Linked DNA regions of Mus musculus: regions 1, 2, 3 and 5 are each linked to region 4. The links are chromatin contacts, called in public ChIA-PET and promoter capture Hi-C maps. All regions are on one chromosome and are shown on one strand. The core of a region is the stretch at or near the end of the contact, and the rest is flanking DNA. Distances in the headings are between cores, read along the strand shown. Region 1 holds the start of Zbed5 (zinc finger, BED type containing 5). Region 2 holds the start of Sumf2 (sulfatase modifying factor 2). Region 3 holds the start of Phkg1 (phosphorylase kinase gamma 1). Region 4 holds the start of Tpst1 (protein-tyrosine sulfotransferase 1). Region 5 holds the start of Tyw1 (tRNA-yW synthesizing protein 1 homolog (S. cerevisiae)).

The links. ChIA-PET counts read pairs in DNA pulled down with a chosen protein or histone mark. Capture Hi-C pulls out chosen DNA fragments and counts their contacts.
Region 1: a contact with region 4 is called in a promoter capture Hi-C map of liver. The contact joins the promoter of Zbed5 here to the promoter of Tpst1 in region 4. A contact is called at or near these places in 5 of 39 promoter capture datasets (the C10 cell line, the HPC-7 cell line, liver and 2 more), 1 of 484 Hi-C or Micro-C datasets (embryonic stem cells), 4 of 115 datasets of contacts at active chromatin or transcription factors (bone marrow-derived macrophages, embryonic stem cells, microglia and 1 more) and 2 of 9 other capture datasets (adipose tissue and liver).
Region 2: a contact with region 4 is called in an RNA polymerase II ChIA-PET map of memory CD8 T cells, with 97 read pairs. The contact joins the promoter of Sumf2 here to the promoter of Tpst1 in region 4. A contact is called at or near these places in 2 of 115 datasets of contacts at active chromatin or transcription factors (memory CD8 T cells and pancreatic cancer cells) and 2 of 9 other capture datasets (adipose tissue and liver).
Region 3: a promoter capture Hi-C map of liver shows a contact between it and region 4. The contact joins the promoter of Phkg1 here to the promoter of Tpst1 in region 4. A contact is called at or near these places in 2 of 39 promoter capture datasets (the C10 cell line and hematopoietic stem and progenitor cells), 1 of 484 Hi-C or Micro-C datasets (embryonic stem cells), 2 of 115 datasets of contacts at active chromatin or transcription factors (bone marrow-derived macrophages and pancreatic cancer cells) and 2 of 9 other capture datasets (adipose tissue and liver).
Region 5: a contact with region 4 is called in an RNA polymerase II ChIA-PET map of memory CD8 T cells, with 332 read pairs. The contact joins the promoter of Tyw1 here to the promoter of Tpst1 in region 4. A contact is called at or near these places in 14 of 39 promoter capture datasets (the 3T3-L1 cell line, the C10 cell line, the HPC-7 cell line and 10 more), 6 of 484 Hi-C or Micro-C datasets (the G1E-ER4 cell line, the HL-1 cell line, Th1 cells and 1 more), 5 of 115 datasets of contacts at active chromatin or transcription factors (effector CD8 T cells, embryonic stem cells, large pre-B cells and 2 more) and 2 of 9 other capture datasets (adipose tissue and liver).

What each region holds. Positions count from the first base shown.
Region 1 is chr5:129,893,928-129,897,108 of GRCm38.p6, forward strand. It overlaps Zbed5 (zinc finger, BED type containing 5), which reads left to right and starts at 1,796. Exons shown (of 4, transcript NM_183088.2): 1 at 1,796-1,925. The coding sequence starts at 1,876.
Region 2 is chr5:129,845,232-129,848,584 of GRCm38.p6, forward strand. Sumf2 (sulfatase modifying factor 2) reads left to right here and starts at 1,759. Exons shown (of 9, transcript NM_026445.2): 1 at 1,759-1,855. The coding sequence starts at 1,765. Cct6a (chaperonin containing Tcp1, subunit 6a (zeta)) reads left to right here. Exons shown (of 13, transcript NM_009838.2): 12 at 352-424; 13 at 517-1,212. The coding sequence ends at 589.
Region 3 is chr5:129,877,348-129,880,668 of GRCm38.p6, forward strand. It overlaps Phkg1 (phosphorylase kinase gamma 1), which reads right to left and starts at 1,741. Exons shown (of 10, transcript NM_011079.3): 1 at 1,584-1,741.
Region 4 is chr5:130,077,962-130,081,361 of GRCm38.p6, forward strand. It overlaps Tpst1 (protein-tyrosine sulfotransferase 1), which reads left to right and starts at 1,409. Exons shown (of 6, transcript NM_001130476.2): 1 at 1,409-1,700.
Region 5 is chr5:130,255,050-130,258,410 of GRCm38.p6, forward strand. It overlaps Tyw1 (tRNA-yW synthesizing protein 1 homolog (S. cerevisiae)), which reads left to right and starts at 1,988. Exons shown (of 16, transcript NM_001015876.2): 1 at 1,988-2,144. The coding sequence starts at 2,141. Sbds (SBDS ribosome maturation factor) reads right to left here and starts at 481. Exons shown (of 5, transcript NM_023248.2): 1 at 161-481. The coding sequence starts at 288.

The sequences.
Region 1 (3,181 bases), core at 546-3,045, 180 kb before region 4:
GTGTACTTATATACATAAGATAAATAAATAAATCTTTGAAAAAAGAAGTCACTCATAAACATTGTCACAGTATACCAGGCTAGCAGGGAACTCAATGGAACATGCCCCCATACACATTTCTGGGGTTAGAGCTGATGCCCTTCTAAATAACGCCTTTTTCCTTCACTGGCTATGCTTTGATTGTACTGATGTCCCTCCCCACTGCAGCAGTATTTCCAATCATGCACTCCCCAGGGGAAAATGATTCCCCCCTGGGGTGGATTTTTATCTGTGAGAATACACTTCTCCTGCTCCCACCCCGTGCTATAAGGGCATACGTGGGATAGGAAGAATCACACCTATTTTATTCAGAAAGTCTCTAAAGTCTTCTAATAGGATTAAGAGATCAGGGAGCTCTACCTGTGGAGGCTCCCCATATCTGCTAGACCCCGCCTCAGCAGCAGTCACAACCTGCCCCTCATTGGTTGTGGGGATGAAAAGGGAGATTTCTAAAATAGCTGGCTCACTAGCCAAACACTATACAACAAAGATATTGACAGAAATTAACCGAGAAATTAGAGAGTTAAGAATGACAATCCTACAAAATAGAGCTACCGTAGTCTTTCAGTTGATCACACATAATCTTGGATGTCAACAGTTCCCTGAAATGTGTTAACATATCAGATTTCTCTAACACCATCGATAACCTAATCGATAACTTACATTGAGAAATAATATCTCCAAGGCACATGTTGATTGGCCCTCCTGGCTAAGATGTTTCTCACCCTTCATTGGCCCCCTGATGGTTCTACTATCAATCATAATACTTGCGCTCTGTGTTTTTGGTGCAATATTAACCTAATCACCCTCCAGATACTCAATACCAGAATCCTGTTCCCCCGACTACAACATCAAGCAATGCTTGCTCTCTTGTCAAAGATTTGAAAGAGTTAATCAGGCCAAGATGAGACTATGAGACCATAAATCAAAGGGTGCAATGTGTCAAACCCATATACCTTCGAAATTAAGGACCACATTGTATTAAGTACCCATACCTTGCAAATTAAGGAACCCAGTGTGTTAAGCCCCTATACTTACGAAACTAGGGTTCTATCTAAGTTTGCTTCCTAAATCTGATGTAATCTGGGGGGGGGGGGGGAAAGACCTCATTTATATGATATATATCCTTGTCTTCCTGTTTCATTGTATTTTTCTAACAATCTCTAACAGTCAATACTCTAGGCCCTGTAAACATGCTTACATCTGTTTTCTATTAATCTTTTATCGCTCCGCCATAAAAGGAATCCCAAAAGGCCAGTAAGGGCCTGTTCTCTAAAATCCCAACTTAGGATAAAACAGCCGGATATCCAGTCCTGATGCTGGATGCACCTCTAAAATAAAGCTTGCTTTTGATTAGACAATAGAGTTTAGTCTTCATCCACTCAATTTTCAGGTTTAACACGTGTTAACACAGTGGGCGTGGCAGCACATGCGGGTAATTCACTTGAGATGCCAGTTCACTTGAGATGCTGAGGCAGAAGGGTCTCAAAATCAAAGGGCAGCCTGGCAGTGGAGGAATCCAGTGGTCCATCGAAAGAAAAAAACTAACCATACATCTCAGAACCGAAGGACAAGATTTGAGAGAGCAACCTCAGGAACTTCCCATTAGCTACAGCGCCTCGTCGCCAAGCAACTTCCCGGCGTGGTACGCAGTGGCACCGCATTGCCAGTTACTGATGTCTGGTTCGTCCAATAACTTTCAGCGATCGTGCTTCTCCTGGGCTCTAATTGGCTACGTGCGGAGGTTCCACCTCCCACCTTCCTCCCTCCTTGCTGGACGCCCGTGGGCGTTCCCGAGTTTGTTGTGTCTGGACGCTTAAGGTGCAGACACCGAGGATGCCACGTGGAAGCCGAATCCGCACTTCCCGCGTGACCCTTCTGGCCGGGTGAGACCCTCGGGACTGGGGACAAAGCGCGGGCGGCCAGGACGAGGTTCTGTAGCTTAAGAGCTGCGAAGCCGAGGGTGAGATGGAGGGAGCCGAAAGGGATCCGCTACCAGGGGAGGACTCCCGGAGAACGGGGACACGCTCTGTGCACTCCGGGAGAGGACTCTGAAATGTGACATTTTCCCTAGACAGGTTGGGGGAAGGGCTGTCGAGGGCATAGTCTAAGAGGAGGTGAGGAAAGAATGAATGGTGATAGGTGTCAAGCTCTTGGGGGTGTTTTTTTGTTTTGTTTTGTTTTGTTCTTACTGTGTTTTTGATTCTGTCAGGCTAGCTTTGGACTTCATAAGTCCTGGATAGCCTTCCTTGATTTTCCTGACTCTGCTTCTCTGGGGATGGGATTACAGAGTTTAAAGGTTTATAGAAGGGGGGAAAAAAAGGATAAAAGAAAATTACTCGTTATTTGTGTGTGGAGGTTCGAGAATTTTAGAATTCTCTCTTTCCACCTTTTGGGTCCAGGATAGCTAACCCTTAGTTGTAATTACGCTACTACAAGGGGTATCAACATTCCTAATGCTGCGATCCTTTTGTTGTTGTGGTGGTGACCCCTGATCATTAAAAAAAATTTTTTTTTTTGCTACATTGTAACTGTAATTTTGTAAGTTTGGTCTTAGGCGAGCCCTGTGAAAGGGTCCTGACCCACAAGTTGAGAACTGCTGCTCCATTGAGCCATCTCCTGTCCACACGAAGTAGGAAATTCTTGACAGCATCAAGATTCCAGATGTCCCATCTGGGAGCCTGTGTGAAGGTCACAGGGCACTTTATGGGAGTTGGTTGTTGATCTTTCTAAGGCTCAAACTCAGGTTGTCAGCAGTGGGTTGCAAGGACACTCTACTTCAGCACCAGCATCCCCCTCTCCCTCCCCCAGCCTGAAATGTTAATTCAGATGTTAACTAGGCTAGGGAGACCCCTTGGTCTAAACCTGTGGGTTGCTACTCCTTCGGCTCCAAAAAATGTTTACCTGATGGTTTATTTATTTATTAAATTTATTTATTGTTATATGGAAGTACACTGTAGCTGTCTTCAGACACACCAGAAGAGGGCGTCAGATCTCATTATGGGTGGTTGTGAGCCACCATGTGTTTGCTGGGATTTGAACTCCGGACCTTCGGAAGAGCAGTCAGTGCTCTTAACCGCTGAGCCATCTCGCCAGCCCACATGATGGTTTATAACAGTAGCAAGATTACAGTTTTGAAATA
Region 2 (3,353 bases), core at 509-3,008, 230 kb before region 4:
GCGTCAACAGCAGTGTGTCCTGAGCAGAGTGTGCAGCAGTCTGCTAAGCAGTGAGCACTGACTGTAAGGCATTGCTAAGAGTGTTTGGAGAAGTCTTGGTTACTAATGGAAGAGTACTGTTCCTTTGTATTTAAAGTCCCTGAGGTTGACCTGATGCAGCCTGTGATCCTTTCAGAACTGAGGCAACAGGACCGCAGCCTGGATGCTGTCTTGCGCTGTAGTATAGAAAATTCTTATCTTTTGAAAAGGAAAAAAAAATATGGTCTCAATTGGCCCATGTTTTCTGTTTTAGAATTGGTAGGGTTCATAAAATATATGAAAAAAGCCTTTGGTGCTCTTGGTTATTTGCAGGTGAGCCGATGGTGGCTGCAGAGATGGGTGTGTGGGATAACTACTGTGTGAAGAAGCAGCTGCTACACTCCTGGTGAGTGTACACGATCATGGCGGCTCGCGGGCGGGCGGCAGACACAGCAGTTTGGGTTGATAGCTCATCTGTCCTCTCTTCCTCCTTTTCAGTACTGTGATCGCCACCAACATTCTCCTGGTCGACGAGATCATGCGAGCTGGGATGTCCTCTCTGAAGGGTTGAGGCCTGCCTGTGATACTACAGGATGTTGGGGGGAATGGTTATTTTTGTCCAAGCTTCAAGTGATTTGGAAAAAAATTTTCTCTTCCTGATTGGAGAAAAGAAACGGGACATTTGACACCTATTCAAATTATACTGTAAAATTTTATTTTATTTTTGCCTTGAGTATCTGAAGACACTCAAAGCAGCTCTTTTTCAACCCACTGAACAAGATGTTTTAGCTACACCGATACAAAAATTACATAAGATAAGCATGTTGTCTACCCTTGTTCCGTAAGTGTTCTTTGAAAGTTTGTAATGGTTTTCTCCTAAATAAGGCATGGTGACACATGCCTGTAAGCCTAGCCCTTTGGAAATAGTCCGGAATTTCTATGCCAACTCAGGCTACAGGAGACCCCAGGTCGAAAGAATAATTTGTTGTGGATGTATTTGAAATTATCCAGCCAACTCCCTGTTAAACATGTAAGATCCTTGCCAGTGTAAAACACATCTGGGTAATTTATGGGTTTCATAATGTCTAATAAATACTTAAAGAGTGAAGCTACTGGATCATTCACACTTGAAATGACTGAAAATGCTTCAGAAAAGCTAATAAAGCCAAGTTACTCCGTGGAGGCTGGAAGGTCAGAACTCTGCCACCCAACTTCCAGACATGGGAACACAAGAGGCTGAGAGAGTTACACATTTAACAGCCAAAAGGACGGTTGTTGAAGAATAAGGGTTTGGGTGAAACAAGATTTTTTAGGCTATTTTCTATCTTGGTTTTGCATCATACCTGTAACAGCTTATCTCTTTGGTTTTCATGTACTTGATTTTATGTGTGATACTTGGGGAGAGGGGCTGGCTCCGTATTCCACAGTGAGTGAGTGAACAGCTCAACTGAATAGAGGAAAATATCTGGGTGGAGAGTTGGCTCAGCTACGTACTACTGGTTCTCACAGACAGGCAGTTAGTGCCCAGCACCGTGGGCAACTTCTAGCCAGCTGAGACTGCAGCACATTGGACCTGCAAGGGTGTTAACATCACACAAAAGCAGTCAGATAAAATCAGAGTAGGATGGGTGTGGGCCTGTGTTCATTCATGGGCGGGCCTGACAGGCAAGCTCCCAAGGAGCGCCCTGCCATTGGTCACTGAGTCAGTGCGAGTGCGCAGGCGCGAAGAAGCGCCCGAGCAGACGCATGCGCTCTGAGTTCTGGTTCCCCAGCATGGGTTCCTTGCTCCCTCCGGTGTTGCTGCTGTGGCTCCTGTCCTGCCCCAGGCTTCAGCTAGGTCAGTGTGTGGCTCTGTGCCTATATCACCCTTATCCTTGAACACCTGAAAGTGACTGTATCCTGCGCTCTAGATGCTACCCTAACCTCGGAGGGGGTTTGCAGGGTCTCGGGCTACTTGCTGGGGCTGGCCATCATGAAACTGCACTTTTTCTTTTTTTTTTTCTTTTTTTGAAGCAGGGTCTCTTCTGGTATTCAGCCCTGTCTGGGGCGTTGGGAGTAAGGCATTCTGATTTTCCTTTTCTCCATTTCCATGTCTTGAGCTGGTGCACTCGTGTGACTCGTAGCTTTTATTTGTAGAAAGCTTTGAAAGTTAAAGATACGCTTAAGTCACATACATAGTAATCGGATACTCAAAATGTTGTTTAAATGCACCTTTTATCTCTAGTTACTTTTGGATTCAGTTTTTCTTAGGATATTTTATGTGTATGAGTGTTTTGCAACCTCGTATATAGGTGCACCACGAGGGTGTCTGGTGCCGGCGGAGGTCAGGTTGGATCCCTACAACAGAAGAAACATGGTTATAAACCACTGCTTGGGTGCTGGAGACTGAAAACGGAGCGTCTTCGAGAGCAACAGGAGCTCTTATATACTAATATCCTATTTTATTTTATACTTGAGGCAGAGGCTCAACTATGTCGCCTTGTCTGGCCTGGAACATAGACCAGGCTAACCTCAAATTCATAGAGATTCAAGCACTCTCTCAGCTAAGCTACGGCGCAGAGGCCCCTTGTTTAGGGGTTTGGTTTTTTTTTTTGGGGGGGGGTGAGGGTGGGTTATTTATTTATTTAATTATTTATTTATTTATTTTGGTATAAAGGTCTTGACTGTGTAGCCCTAGCTTGTCTTGAGCTTGTGATCTCCAGCGACAGCTTCTTTAGAATTGGGATTATAAGGCATAAAATATGGTCTTAGATTGTAGTTTGTTATGTGACAGAATCTCACTATGTAGACCAGGCTGGCCTCAAATCACAAAGATCCATCAGTTTCTGCCTCTGTATGCTGGGGCTTAGAGGTGTCCACTTTTTATGTATGTGTTTGTGTGCCGTGAGTGTACAGATACTGGCAAAGGACAGAAGATTTAACCTGGTCCTTAAAAAAAATTTAATTTTGGCTTTTAGAGACAGAGTTTCTCTGTGTATCCTTGGCTGTCCTGGACTCATTCTGTAGACCAGACAGGGCTCAAACTCAGAGAAATGCCTGCCTCTACCTTCCAAGTGCTGGGATTAAAGGGCCACCACTGCTCAACCCTAAAAATATTTTTTAAAATGTTAGTTTGTTAAATTACAATCAAACTACAGTTTATATTGCAGCTTGATATTTCATTCCCCTTTAATTTGAGATCTCCCTACTCACTCGGTTTTTTTTGCCCTCTCGGGATTATTCTTGAGATGGGTAGAATTGTATCAGAATGAGAAGAGGGTTAAATATAAGACCCTGAAAAGCAGGGTCTGGTTGCTTATACACCTTTAATCTCTTGAGAGGCAAAGGTAGGTAGA
Region 3 (3,321 bases), core at 491-2,990, 200 kb before region 4:
GCTTAGATGTCTCTGTGCCTTCTGCCCAGCACCGGTGTGTGGCAAGTGCTGGGTATGATTCAATGGACAGGTGATGCACTGTATAAGTCTTAGCTGATGGATACCGTAGATCCTACCTAGCAATGGCAAGCAAGACCCCAGTAGTCCTGGAGCAGAGTGGACAACACTGTAAGGTTTTTTTTGTTTTTTTTTTGTTTTTTTCCTTTTGAGACAGGGTCTCACTATGTTGCCCTGGCTGGCCTAAAACTCATAGATAAATAGATCTTTGTGCCTCTGCATTCCTAGTGCTGTCATCAAAGGCATGTGTCTCCATGCCTGGCATGAGTCGGTTACTCTTATTTCTACTTTGCTTTAAAAAAAAAATTTAATTTTATGTGTCATGGTATCTGTGTGAAGGTGTCGGATCCCCTGGAACTGGAGCCGAGGGCAGTAATGAGCTGCCACGTGGGGGCTGGGATTGAACCCAGGTCCTCTGGAAGAGCAGCCAGTGTTCTTAACCACCGAGCCATCTCTCCAGCCCGTCTTATTTTTATCTTTAGGTGCTAGGGATAAAACCCAGGGTGTTGAGTATGCTAGGCAAGCACTCTGCCACTGACTGAGCTGAGCTATGCCCCACCCCCACCGCCACCGCACCACATCCCCCACAGCCCTGAGTCAGGGTGCTCAATCTTGGATGTGGAGAAGCTAAGCTGGCCTATCTTGTTCCAGGGACATAGAGGCTCCTACCAGGAAACTGAATTCCTGCTCCAGACCCAGGGTTTGAGAAAGGCAGAAAAATCACCCAGCAATAGGAAGAGGCAAGCAGGCAAAGGGTACATGCTTCATGTCCACTTCCAAGAAAGCTTGGTCTCCCAAGGGGCCCAATTTGCTGACCAGCCAAGCGGCAGTGCTGGCTGCCTCAAGCTGGCCTTTGCAGGAAGCCTGGTGTCCAGCGACTGGGTGCCTGGTTACCAGAAGAAGGTTTAGAATAACAACTGTCTCCTTTGCCAATAGCAGGAAACAGGCCTGTGTGCTGACCCTATCAACAGCCAACAGAGCCTGAAGGTGTTAGTATGCCTTGAAAAACAAGCCTGTTTGCTGAAAGGCCATTCTAAAGGCCCAAGATGGGCATGTAATGCCCCTCACTTATTATCTAGGCACAGCAGATCCCTTGCGTGATTGAGTTCAGAGCAATTCTTGGCTCACACCAGGATGCCAGCCTGAGCCAGGCTGGTCAAATTCTGGCTGTGTTTACCCTTTCTGATAATATACGTGTGTCCATCTCCCTGTTCTTAAGGCCTGACTTGAGCCAACCATGGATCTGGATTTACTGTTTCATTATCCCCTGACACTTGTTCCAAGACTCCCTAGGGGTGTGGAGGTGTTCTAAATGAGAATAGATAGTCTAATGTTTTGGAATTTGATATCCCAGAAAGCTAATCAGAGAACACAACCGATCCATGATCTGTAGGTAACTGCCTGACAGGTGCTCTGAGAATCCGTGCTCTCCCAGGATTAAGGGGAAATGGGTCAAACAGACCTGGAAGGGGTTCCTGTCTTTGCCTCACAACCCCATTGCTCCCATCTACTGCCTGGCTACTCACCGTGAGGTCCTTGTAGGCCCTTGAATGGAAGTGACAAGAATTCCAAAGGTCCTGGAGCCCTTGGGAGACAGCAGACCACAAAGGGCTGAAGCTGTGTCCTGAGCAGACACTTATTGGAGTTGCTGTCTTGCTCCTCTTGCGGAACTTTGGTACTTGGTGATGGAAGGCTGGCCTGCCAAAAATAAATCACAACTGCAAACCTGGGATGCAGGCCAAGGTCCAGCAGGGCTAGGCCTGGGGCAGAACTACATCAGGGGTGACACCTGGCGGAGCCTGGGGAAAGCACATGTGGCAGGGATAAAGCAAATGGCTCAGAGGAGACAAAGCCTTTTGGTTTTTTTTAAATATTGGCTTTTGCTGAGCCAATGTGTTGGAGAACACTTAGGAGGCAGAGGCAGGTAGATCTTTTGAGTTTGAGTGATTTCCACAACAGCCAGAGTTAGACATAGAAACCTGGTCTGGAGAAACCAAAGACAAACAAGCAAACTTTTAATTATGTGTATGAGTGTGTATTTCTTAGTTAGGGCTTTACTGCTGTGAACAGACACCATGATCAAGGCAACTTTTTTTTCTCTACCCCCTCTCCCCTCCCACACCTCCTAATAGTGCCACTCCCCAGACCAAGCATATACAAACCATCACAGCATATCTATCTGTATGTGGATATGAGTATTAGTGCCTGCCCAAGCCAGGTGTTGGGTTTTTCTGCAGCTGGAATTATAGCTGGTTGTTTGCTACATGGGTGCTGGAGATCGAATTCTGGAAAAGCAGTTTATGATCTTAAGGAATGAGCCAGGTTCTCTAGCCCTGTTTTTTTTGCGATTTTATGTGTATGAGTCTTTTGCTGGCAGTATGTATCTGTAATACAGGAATGTCTTATATGCTCAGACATCAGCGAGGGCATTAGACCCCCCCCCCCAGAACTGGAGTTACAGACCATTATAGCCACTATGAGTATGGAAAACTGAACTCAGGTCCTCTGAAAGAGTAGCAAGTGCTCTTCACATGAGCCATGCATCTCTCCAGCCTGGCAACACCAGCTTTGAAAGGAATACATTGTTATTTTTTGAAGACAAGAGTCTTTTATTTGGAGATAGGGTTTCTCTGTATAGTCCTGGCTGTATTGGAATTCACTCTGTAGACCAGGGTGGCCTTGAACTCAGAAATTTGCCTGCCTCCTCTGCCTCCCAAGTGCTGGGATTAAACTCGTGTGCTACCATTGCCCAGTGAAGACAAGACTCTTATTACACAACTCTGACGACCCAGAAACCGTGCAGACCAAGAGGCCTCCACACTTGCACTCCTGCTTCTGCTTGTGTGTTGGCACTATAGGGTGCAACACCAAGCATGACTTTTTTTTTTTAAGTTTTTTATTTTATGTATGTGAGTACACTGTAGCTGTCTTTAGACATACCAGAGGAGGGCATCGGATGCCATTACAGATGGTTTGTGAGCCACCATGTAGTTGCTGGGAATTGAACTCCATGTTTTTGTTGTTGATGTTTGGCTGGTTTTTGTGTGGGACAGGGTTCTCTGTGTAGCCCCAGCTGTCCTGGAGCTCACCCTGTAGACCCGGCCAGCCTCAGACTCTCAGGGATCCACCGGCTGTGATCCCAGAGCTGTGATTAAGTGTGCACTACCACGCCTGGCTACAGGATGGTTTTTAACTGGGTATGGTGGCACAAGCCTCTAATCCCAGCACTTGGGAGGCTGAGGCAGGATAGGCCATTTACACAGA
Region 4 (3,400 bases), core at 159-2,658:
TATCTCCAGAACCCGTGCCAATAGAGTTGAAATTACTGCTTTGATGGAACCTGGCGGAGACATGCACGGGGATTGTAGGTGGGGAAGAGCGGTTTCCTCTCTCCCTCTCAATTCTCTCTCCCCTCTTCGTAGTTCTCCCTTCTCTCGTGGAATGGTTCTACTTATGTATGCCTGTGTGTATGTATGTATGTATGTATGTATGTATGTATGTATGTGTAACTCAGACTTGCCTCAAACTCAGTACATAGACAAGAGTGACCCTGAACTGCTGACCTCCTGGCTCCCCCTCCTAAGTCCTGAGATTGTGAGCATGCTCCCCACTTCCTTCTTTTTTTTTCTTTCCTCTGCAATAGAACTTCCTGCAGCACAGACGGGCCCCAGATTCACCCACCGTGAAGCTGAGGCTCAACTTCAATTCCAGGTGCTCATGCCAGAGACTGGCTTGTGCTGGGTTAATAAGCACGTGTCACTCTTTCTGGCTTCTATGGTGCTAAGTGACGCTCTGGGTCAGGCATTCTAGCAGCTGAGTTCCATCCCCAACCTTTCTTTTTTAAAAAATTTAAACTCCGAGACAGGATGTTGCTCTGCAGCCCAGATAGCTCTTGAATTCTGTCCTGCCTTGGCCTCTCGAGTCTCAGGATAATAGCTATGAATCACCTTGCCTGGCTTCAGGGCAGGGTGCAAAGGGAGGTTGAGAAAGGATTTTGTCCTGTAATACATTTTGGCCTGGAACTCACGAAGCAACCTAGAATGGTTTCAAACTCCTGGCAATCCTCCTGCCACAGCCCTCTGAGATATTATAGTGGTTAAGTCATCGCACCTTCTTTCATTTATACATCTTTATTTTCAGACAGGGACTCATGCTGTCCAGAGTGTCCTTAAACTCCCCCTTGTAGCCAAGGACGGCCTTGAAGTTCTGATCCTCTTGCCTTGTATGACCTCAGTATTGGGATTCGAGCTATGTACCACCATATCCAGTTGATGCTGGGGATGGAACCCAAGGCTTCACGCCTACTCTCCCGACTGAGCTCCATCCTCAGCCCTCACTAATACTTTTCTGTGGTACGGAATACTGTGCAAATTGACTTGTGTGCTTGACAGCTGCGTCAAGCAATGGCCAGGCAGTGCAGGGGACTTTTTAGGAACACTATTTTTTGTTTGTCCCTGCCCTGTTTCAGGGATGAAGGTCTTCTTGGACATGTGAGGGTCCCGGAACAAGTCCTGGCTCCCCTCCAGTTAGGCCACCGGCTCTGTTACTCCAGCCACAAACTGCCCGTGTAGGCAGCAGCAGGGTATAAGCCCTTTTTGCGAGTTCGACAAACGCTGGCCCCGGATGTCAGACCCCACCCCGCAGCTCCTGGCTGCCCCGCGGGCTCTCTCTCAAGCCCCGCCTCCCCCCGGAACCGACAAATCAGAGAGGCGGACACATCGCGCGGCCCGGCTGCGGGTAGCCTATGGCGGCGTGCGTGAGATCCCGCGGCCACGCGGCGGCGGGAGGCAGGAGCTGAGGCGGCGACCGCGGCCAGTCGCTGCTGAGGCGGCCGCGGGTGCGCTTCTCGGCGGGGCCGGGCAGGGCCGTCGCCTGGCGGTGAGGACGCGCTCCCGGGGCGGGCGCTATGGCCACCAACTAGGGCGGCCGGAGAAGCGGCCGAAGCCCAAGATGCCGGAGCGACGGCACGGCTGCGCCTCCGCCATCGTAGGTAAGCGGCGCCGCTCTCCGGGCGCCGAGCCCGGGACGCCTCCATCCTTCATCCCGCCTGCCCCTTCCCCCATCCCCCGGGCCGCCCGGCGCCTCCCGCTCCTTTCGCCTAGCAGTCCCGGTCGCTACTGCCATGTCTGCCCAGCAGGCATTCGGCTCTCCACTCACCGGATCCCGACTCACCTGCGCACGCACGCTCACTGTGATATCCCTAGCCTTGATGGAGACCGTCATCCCGTTTTTTTGAGGATTCCCCCACCCCCATCCCCATGAGACATCTCACTGTTTACCCCAGGCTGGCTATGAATTCAGAGTAACCCTTGCTGGCTTTGAACTCGATTTAGCCTGTAGCCCACATCGTCTTCGAACTCCCTGTGTATAGCCTAAGCTGGCCTCAAACTTAACTTTGTATCCCAGGCTGACCTCAGAATCACCATCTAGCCCAGGTTGGCCTCAGGTTCATCATGTAGATCAGGCTGGTGGTGGTCGTCTCGTCTCAACAAGGGATGACAGGCGTGGGCCACCGTGAGTCCCTTTTTCCATGTCAGTTGCTGACTCCCTTCATGGAATGGTGCATACCCTTTTAATTTGGAGACCCTTTTATATCCTGTTCACCTCCTCTGGCTTTAATCAGCCGCCACCTTTTCCTTTTCGTCCTCTCTTGACACTTGACACTTGGGACATTTACCATGCTCCTTATGCCAGTTCCATAATTATAATTATTACTATTAATATATATATATATAATGCATGCATGTATGTATGTGCACGATGCGTGCGCTTAAGTGCCTGAGGAGGCCAGAAGAGGGCGCTGGGTACCTGGGAGCTGGAGTTAGAGGTGGGTGGGAGTCACCGCGTGGGTACTGGCAATTGAACTCCAGTCCTCTGCAAGAGCAGCAAGTGCTCTAAATCCCTGAGCGCTGGACTCCAGCCACCCCGCACTCTCACATGAGTCAGGGCCACAAACTCGTTCTAGACTGGCCAGCGCTGACTATAGTCTTGAACTCAAAGCAGTTCTGCCTCAGCCTCCCAGTTGTTGGGATGACAAGTATGGACCACTATGCAAATTGAGTGCCGTGCTTTAAACAGCGCTGGAGACAAGCAGATAGCCCAGGGGTAAAGGCTTGTGCTGCCAAACCTGACTACCTGAGTTAGAGCCTGCAAACCCAGAACATGGTAGAAGGAGAGAACTGGTTTCTGCAAGTTGTCTTCTGACCTCCACAGGAACCACAGCATCAGACACTCAGACCGTAATAAATATGTGAGATATGTCTACAAATAAGCATCATAGTTTGTCCTTAGGTTAGCTGTTCCCATAATGGGTAAGGACTTATTGATGGTCCCCACACAGTAGGTCTAGCACATGGAAGGTAGCCCGAACATTGGGTAGTACTTGGAGAGCCTTTGACTTCTGTTTGTATACATCTGAACCTACATTGCTGTTCAGATGTCTTTGCTTCTTGGCTCTGACTGTTGGCATAGTCTCTCTCTCTCTCTCTCTCTCTCTCTCTCTCTCTCTCTGTATGTACACATGTCTCTCACTTAACAGTAAATTGGTGGGTGTTAGGCCTGGGTTCCTAATGGTTTGTCCTCTTTGCTTATTGTTTGTGCTTATTTGATTCTGATCTGTCCTTTTACCTCAGGAAGAGGGGTCCTCAGTCGCCTGGGTGCTGGGATTATAGGCATGTGGCACCAGCATGC
Region 5 (3,361 bases), core at 738-3,237, 180 kb after region 4:
TCTGATGGCGTTTGTAGTTGGCAGTTTTTATGATACTAACAAAATCCCAAAGCAGAACCCAATCCGAATCGGGTAAACCAGGCCTGAAAGGTACCGATGGGTCGCAGGAGCCGGGGTTAGGGAGGCCAGGCCGCCGAACTCTGGGCACAGGATTACTCACACGCCACTCCGCCAGCCGACGACCTTGTTTTTATAGCAGGCGATTTCGAAGCGCTTCCCTCCCCGCTTCATCCGCACCACGGCCACATTGGTCAGTCGGATCTGGTTGGTGGGGGTGAAGATCGACATGGTGGCTGTTCACAGATCTCGAGCTCGAGGGGACGCCAAGTGCTCGGCTGAAACGACCCTGCGGCGCGCGAACCCTTAACGCCCAAGGAGTGCGCGGCTCTTCCGGAACCTACCAGGGAAGAAGCTACCGCACGCCCGATTGCCCTACTGCACATGCGTCAAGTGGCGCACTAGCCAGGCAGCCGATAAGAAAGCAACCACGCCTGCGCGCCGTGACTTTTTACGCCCTCTAGTTCCACCCTCAAAGGAAGGCGGGTCGTTCTGTGATGACGTCATTTACAGGCGCCAGTTACGCCTACCTATTATGGGTGAGTAATGTTTATTATCTGGGTGGAAACATGATATTTTGGTTGAATAGTTCTGCAGAGTTCAGAGGCTGCGCTCATTTTAAATTTAAAAAAAAATTTTTTTTGATTTATTTATTATATGTAAGTACACTGTAGCTGTCCTCAGATACTCCAGAAAAGGCATCAGATTTCGTTACGGATGGTTGTGAGCCACCATGTGGTTGTTGGGATTTGAACTCGGGACCTTAGGAAGAGCAGTCGGCGCTCTTAACCACTGAGCCATCTCGCCAGCCCTATTTTTTTTTTTTTAAGATTTACTTTTTAAAAGATTTATTTATTTATTTTATGTATATGAATACACGGTAGCTGTCTTCAAACGCACCAGAAGAGGGCATCAGATCCTATTACAGATGGTTGTGAGCTACCATGTGGTCCTGGGAATTGAACTCAGGACCTTTGGAAGAGCAGTCAGTGATATATATACACACATATATGTGTGTATATGTACACACATATATACACACACACATATATATATCTTTTTTTTTTTTTTTTTGAGACAGGGTTTCTCTGTGTAGCCCTGGCTGTTCTGGGACTCACTCTGTAGACCAGGCTGGCCTCGAACTCAGAAATCCGCCTGCCTCTGCCTCTCGAGTGCTGGGATTAAAATCGTGCGCCACCACGCCCGGCTATAACTTTTAAAAGAAGTAAATAAAAACTCTCTTGGCTTAGTCACCTATGCACATGGGAGTCAGAGGCAGGCTAATTGCGTTGTAAATTCGAAGCCATTTTGTTTTATATAGGCGAGTTACAGGCCATCCAGAGCTACACAGTGAGACTCTTTCTCCAAATAGTAGCTATCCTGAATCTCGTGATCATTTTGTTTCAGCCTCAAGAGCGCTGAAATACAGGTCTGTGTCATCAAGCTGAATTCCTTTTTTCCATTTATTGACTGATTGATTGAGGCAAGGTCTCTTTATAGCCCTGGCATACGTAGTCCTGGAGCTCACTACGCGGCGGAACAAGCTGTCCATTAACTAGGAACTCCCAGAGATCCGTCTGCCTGTGCCTCTGGAGTGCTAGGATTAATGGTCAGTCAGCAGCATGCCAGGTTGTCATTTATTTCTTGATAGTACTGCCCTCTGTCCTGCCCTTTCCCCTTCTGAGCCGAAGCGAGAAATAACAGTGGAGCAGGAAGCTCGCTTGCTTTTGCATCTCCCGCTCTGGACCGCGTTTCCCACAGGCCCGCCCCTTTCCACTCTGAGCCAATCCGAGAAGTACAGGAAGTGCTCTAGCATCTTTCCCAGGTTTAGAAGTGATGGCTTCTCTCTGGTCCCGCCTCTTTTCTATTTGAGCCTATCAGAGAGGAAGTTAGAGCTTCCGCTAGCTCCTTTTTTTTTTTTTTTTTTTCCTTCTGGGCCCGCCTCTGTCCCCTGCAGCCAACGCGGGCAGGTCTGCCGACTGCATGCATGGCTTCCCTGTCCCTGTAAACTCAATCCTCCTGTTCGCTGTCCCTCTCTCTTTGCGTTTGCCGGTTGACTTGCGTAGCTCGGGCCCCGCGGAGGATGGGTGAGTCTGGGCTGGCCAGGGTCTCGGGCGGGCAGAAGGCAACAGATTCCCCCTCCACCGAGGGCCTTAGGTTGCTACACTTGATGTGTTACTGTTTGTTTTTACTGTATCTTATTTTTTCTTCTTTCCTTTTATTTCTGTTTTCCTTTTAAAAGGGCCGTTTTATGTATCCCAAGTTAACTCAGAACTCACAGTGTAAGCTCAGGAAAATTTGGGACTCACTGTGTAGCCCCTGTGTGGATCTCAGCTTGTATAGCAACTAGTTCGGCATTCAGTGGATAGCCGAGGCTCACCTGGAACTCACTACCCAGGGGGATTAGGAAATTGCTCTGTAGTCTAAGCTGGCCTGGAACTCGGATGTAGCCCGGGTTAGTTTTAAAAAATAACGGGGGCTGGAGAGATGGCTCGGCGATTGAGAGCACTGTCTGCTCTTCCAGAGGTCCTGAGTTCAATTCCCAGCAACCACATTGTGGCTCACAGCCATCTGTATTGAGATCTGATGCCCTCTTCTGATGTGTCTGAAGACAGCTACAGTGTACTCATATACATTAAATAAATAATTAAAAAAAATTAACGGTGTTCCTCCCACCTCAGCCTAACTGAACGCACATATTAGCAGGAGGCTGTCGCTCCTGGGAGCTCTTAACTAGGTTTTTCCCTTTCTGAGCCTAAGGACCACGTTTCGATGGAAGTTGGTCTAACCTCAGGGGCGTCTGATGGTGGTAGCTCCTTATCCATGTTTTGGGACTTCTGGGTCTATTAAACAGCACCTGTAAACAATAAATTTCACCGGGCTGTGGTGGTGCACGCCTTTAATCCCAGCACTTGGGAGGCAGAGGCAGGCGGACTTCTGACAAGGCCAGCCTGGTCTACACAGAGAAACCCTGTCTCGAAAAACCAAACCAAACCAAACAAAACAAAACAAAACAAAAAAAAAAAACAAAACAAAACCAAAACCAAAAAAAAAAACCCAAAAAAACCAAAAACCAAACAAAAAACCAAAAACCAACAAAACAACAACAACAAAAAAACCCCAATAAATTTTAGATTTCAAGTCCTGTGAAAAAAATCTTCACCTTCTGTGTTTAAGGCTCTGGTTGAACACAAGTCAAGCTTGCGCTGGTGAAGTTGATTTGTGGTTAAAAACACTTGCTACTTTTCAGGAGGACTGGGCTTCACCTCTGGCCTCCAAGGTTCATCACGCCTCCATGTAACTG